Regions from separate parts of the Oryza sativa genome. Here region 1 is linked to region 2. The links are chromatin contacts, called in public HiCAR-type maps. All regions are on one chromosome and are shown on one strand. Each heading gives the region's core, a stretch centred on a gene start, on an enhancer-like site or on the middle of the called end of the contact. The rest is flanking DNA. Distances are from core to core; before and after follow the strand shown.

What was found. HiCAR-type assays count read pairs that join an accessible place to other places.
Region 1: a HiCAR-type map of leaf shows a contact between it and region 2, with 2.0 times the contacts expected there. The contact joins the promoter of LOC4325774 here to the promoter of LOC4326717 in region 2. A contact is called at or near these places in 1 of 15 Hi-C or Micro-C datasets (panicle) and 1 of 4 datasets of contacts at active chromatin or transcription factors (leaf).

Annotation. Positions count from the first base shown.
Region 1 is chr1:11,008,159-11,010,858 of ASM3414082v1, reverse strand. LOC4325774 reads left to right here and starts at 1,311. Exons shown (of 5, transcript XR_001542594.3): 1 at 1,311-1,584; 2 at 1,673-2,439.
Region 2 is chr1:10,832,238-10,834,937 of ASM3414082v1, reverse strand. LOC4326717 (probable protein phosphatase 2C 2) reads left to right here and starts at 1,265. Exons shown (of 4, transcript NM_001398290.1): 1 at 1,265-1,709; 2 at 2,440-2,610; 3 at 2,696-2,700. The coding sequence starts at 1,551.

The DNA.
Region 1 (2,700 bases), core at 62-2,561, 180 kb before region 2:
ACCGCCACGTAGGCGCCACGTCAGCCAAAACCACCGAGGGACATTGTTTGTACCGGTTTTGATAGATGGAGGAGTCGATATACCCGGTGTTGTAGTTGGAGGATATGAATCATACTCGAACCATAGTTGAGGGAGTCAAAGTATACTTTTTCCAATCAGAATCCAGGTCCAAAGCTGAATGGGCTTTCGTTCGAACTGGGCCAGCTCGAGAAATGCTTGGGCTTTTTCTCCGTGTGGGGGCTGTTAGCATGTTACTACCTTTTCTATTTCGCAGACAAATTTCGTTTCATGTATAATATACTGATGTAACATTCTATAGGCTCTGTATTCACTAATTTTGTTGTACGTCAAATAAGATACTAATTTCTACTATGAAAAATGGTTGTATACAGTATACTATTGAAGTTCTACCCATTCAGTACACACTTGTCAATCGACGTAGAGTTAGCGATGATATCATGTCAATGTCTGTGTTGCATGCTATGTCAGATTTTTTTATCTGGGTTTATAGATATAGCAAGCACGTTTACGGGTGTAAAGATTTTTAAGTTAATGAACCTAAATAACACCCATGTATAAATTGAAATACCACTGATGCATTTTACTCTGTTCTCATATATATCGAAACATGTGAAAATAATAATAATTTGATAACATGTTTTCTTCCAAGTGAGAGAGTGTAGGTTGCCGATGACGTTCCAAATATTGATCGCTAGTTCTATCCTGAGTTTTGTGATCTTGATCTCTTTGATCATGGTGGAGTACAATCGACGAGTAAAATATTTTAGGTCTAAATTTTACACTGGCTGTGTCTTTCTGCCTAGTTCTTTTAATGAAAGCCATCTTAAGTTTTGTATATCGGTTAATGAACACTAGGAACTGAGGAGCATAATTTATTAAACTTTTTTAAAAAATGATAAGAGTGAACTCTCATGGCAATTCAGAGAATGTTCTCTTTTGGTTTGCTGGATTAGATGGTGGGTAGAAGGTTAGCCATAACAGCAATACGCCCTGATAATTCTGGCTGGCTATATTTAATCATTAGCCTATGAATACATGCCATCAGAAATCTGCCCAACTACCATATACCGGCTAAATAAGATTATTAGATATAGTACAAATCTAGGTAGAAATTGCAAGAGGTTCTATTAGGTCAAAAGATAATCTTTACTCCAACAAACCCTAATCATAGAGCAGGAGACAAATTATTTCTCTCCTTCCCTCCCTTATCCATATGCAAACGACTATACTAATGCAATTGGATTAGGGGCAATTAACGTTAACCTCTGCCCTTTCAGGCTCCATCCCTTGTTGCCCTTGTCCCTTCCTCTGTCTTCTTCTTCCCCTAAACGACGGACGATCGGTTCCCCATTTCGCTCCCATCGATCCCTCCTTCTCCTTCCTCCGCCTCCGCGGGCACGACGCAAGGCCGCCTCGCGCCGCCCCTGGTCGAGGATCGATCTCCCCTTCCCCTCCTCGGCTCCCGTCTCCTTCGCCCGCTTGCCGGCAGCGCCGGTCTCCGTCCCGCGAGCTGCGGTGGTGCCGCCGTCTCTGTCCCTGCTGCTGCTGCTGCTTCCGCCGCCGGTGAGCGCCCGTACCTGCGCGCGTTCTATTCATTGTTGCTGTTTACATGTGCCTTTTCTCTTTGCCCTAACCCTATGTCCTCTTCTAGATCTGGAAGCTTGTAGCAGTTTATGTGTTCCCCAGAAAGTTTGGGGGTTCAACTGACCCCTTGCCTGAAGGGAGGGAGTATTTGATTCTTGAAGAAGAGAGAGAGAGAGAGAGAGAGTATTTGATTCTTGAATTCTACTAGTTTGGAAGGAGGGGAGCTGCGTTATTATTATTATTATTATTATTATTATTATTATTATTATTATTATTATTATTATTATTATTATTATTATTTTTGGTTCGTTTGTTTCATGGAGTCGAAGGAAGTGCATGGCCGGGATGTGCTGGTTGATCTGGAGAAAGGGAATTGCTTGCTAATGAGAGAGGGGGGCGATAATGGGACGGATGTGAATATGATATCTAGCCAGGCGAAAACTCCATGGAATGATCTTATAGCTATGAAGGATGATCACCACATTCCTTGCTGCTCGTCACGCTCTCAAGATTTCGCCGTGAAAAGCGGAGAAGATAGGACGTCCGATGGCGAGATGAAGGTTGGGCTTTTGGATAAGTCGATGGGGGAGAAGGAGAAGAAGAAGCGGTCGAAAAAGCCACCACGACCGCCGCGACCACCTTCTGCTTCACCATTAGATGCTGCTGACCAGAAGCTCATTAGTGAACTATCTGAGCTCGCAAGTTTAAAAAGGGCAAGGATTGAACGGATGAAGGCTTTGAAGAAGATGAAGAACACCAAACCAGCTTCCTCAATTGGCAACCTGGTAGCTTTGATTATTACCATTATCTTCTGCCTCGTCATACTTTGGCAAGGTACATTAACTAATTATTTAGGATAGAAATGTTTATGTTTGTCTTGTTGTATGTGTCAGTGGATTCTTCTCTACTATGAATAAAATTGAATCACACATTTTGCTTCCAATACCTACTTTGTGAACTGGATTTTTCTAATTGGCTTTGACCTAAAATTTAGTAATTGCAGCAATTGTTCGTTTGTTCGAATTGCTGTTATGTTGAATATAATGGTAGTTGAGCGATTCCTTCAGTAGGTTAGTGCATCCTGTAGATGTTTCT
Region 2 (2,700 bases), core at 16-2,515:
TTGTATATAGCAACAAGAAAAGGCTAAGGCTGTGTTCGGACCCAGGGTTCCCAACACCTCTCCATCGTTTTCCGCGTACACGCTTTTCAAACTGCTAAACGGTGTGTTTTTTGCAAAAAGTTTCTATACAAAAATTGCTTAAAAAAATCATATTGATTCATTTTTGAAAAAAAAATTAGCTAATTTCTAATTAATCACGCGTTAATGGACCGCTCCGTTTTCCGTGCGAAGAAGATTTGTTCCCAACCTCCCCCAGCAAACACAGCCTAAATACTCATGTGTTTATGCTAGTATTTAGGGGTGGGCATAAAAAAACCGAACCGAAATGACTGAGACCAAGAAATTCGGTCCTAAACAGTAAAAGACCGAATTTTATTCGATCAATTCGGTTAGTCTCATCGCTTAATTGAATAGATCGAATTAACAAAAAAAAATCTAAATGTAACCTATAATCCACTAAGTTCAATATGATTAAACTCTAATTTCCACAATCCTACTTCTTCTAGGCATGCAACCTAATAAGAGTCTTTACTCATACGTGCTTACTTTTTTTTATGTTGAAAATTTTCATTATTTCTTTGCATATAAAAAAATATTGTGGAATTTTAGTCAGGACCGAGACCGAATTTGTCGATCCTAATATTTTTGTGTTGAAATTCGGTCTTCACTTTTCAAAGATATCGAGACCGAAATTTTCAGTCAAACCGAATACCCACCCCTACTTGTATTTCGAAATTAACATACATCATTTTTTTAAAAAAAATATAGCCGTTATGTTAATAACTGCCAGTGTAAATCCTTTACATTCCTCAACTACTAATAACGACGAGTATAACCGTACGCTAAAAATTCCTACACCACATAACGGAAATAAACGGCATTCCTAATCGAGTTTCTTCATTAAAAAAAAGCAAAATAAAACCCCTAAAAACGGACGGTCTCCGGTCTCCACACGCGAAAGGCGTGAAACCAGTGCACGCATCACCCATCTCGTAAGCCTTAGCCAAACGAAACACACCCAACACAACACCACACAAGGTCGGCAAACCAAACCCCACACACGGCCACACCGTCGCGCGAACGCGCACGTGCCGGTAACACCGGTACACCCCCCGCGCGTCGCCACTTAGCCAAGCCGGTCGCGGCCACCTGCCGGTCACCTCCGCCCGCCACCCACCGGCTACCGCGGGTGGGGTTTGGGTGCGCGTGGCCCCCCACACGCGCCAACGCGCGTAAATAGGGGCCTCCCTCTTTTATCTCAGCCGCTTTGTTTGTTTCTTTCTTTCTTTCTCCTCTTCGGATCACGCAAGAAGAAGAACAAGTCTCCGTGTTCGTGTTCGTTGTATGTTTTCCCCGGAAAGAAGCTTTGATTGCAGCCGAGTCAAAATCTTTCGAGAGAGAGTGCTTTGCGTGTGATCGAGAGAGGTGTTGTTGGAAGCTTGGTTGGTTGGGGGAGTTCTTGGTTTGGTTTGTGGGGGGTGGTTTCCGGTTGGATTTCGCGGTTGGGGAGGACGAGCGGGTTGTTGAGCGGTTCGGGGGAGGAGGCGGTGATGGTGGCCGGGGCGGAGGTGATGCATCAGGTCGTGCCGCTGCTGGAGGCGTCGTTCCACCGCCGGTGCTCCGTGAAGGGGGTCGACGAGGTGTCGCCGCCGGTGGAGGAGATGTCGCCGGAGGCTGCCTCGGAAGCCGCCATCGAGGTGCCTGAACTGGTGAGTTCTTTTTTCTTTTTCTTAATAAGCTAATAGGGGGCTTTGGCTATCTTTTTCAGTTTGACGATTCGCTAATTCTAGAGCTGGGCAATAACTCGTGTTTCTTGATTTTTTGGTAAATAAATATTCTAATAATTGTTAGTGTTCCTGTTGTTAATTCTAGAATTTTTCTTGCTTATGAGTTGAAAAAACAGGAGTTTTTTCTTTTGCTTTTTAATCTTGGTGGAATTTTTACTTGTGATTGTGGCAAGGTGGTGAGTACTTACTCGAGTAATAAAAATTAATCCAACAAAATTGGCAGTACGGACGCAATACCGTGTCGTGGTTGGATTAGATTACGGTTATACCTTATTTGTTCAAGTATTGCGGACTTTTACTTTGAAATTGAAATTCGCACATATTGAGTCCATATTTGACCAATTCAGTATTGAAATGTTCACGTGGCTAAACTTTTTGGTTAATCTAGCCAGTTAGATATTTTCATGAAACATCCCTAAGAAAGGATGAAAACTATTTGAATGATTGGTCGGTGTGATGGTGGGAAACTCAAGACTAACTTAAAAGGTGGAAACATTTTCCACGAGATGCAGTGTAGAATTTAAAAGCTGAAAACGTTTCCCACGAAATATAGTGCAGGATGTCTCTGTTTTTAGTCGGCATACTAAAGAGGGCATGCTGTTCACCTTGGATGAGCGTCACCATAATTAACTCCTTTTTGTGCTTAATGCAGATGGTTAAGGCACCCGTGGAATCACTACAGTTTTCCCCCAACATTCGATCTGGTAGCTTTGCCGATATTGGACCTAGGCGGTACATGGAAGATGAACATATCAGAATTGATGATCTTTCTGGTCATCTTGGCTCACTGTTGATGTGCCCTGCACCTAATGCCTTCTATGGGGTATGCAAGAAACTAATAAGAGCTTCAACCGATTTTTATCATATTTTGTACTGCGAATTAGTTGATTACGCCGTTGTATTTTTAGGTCTT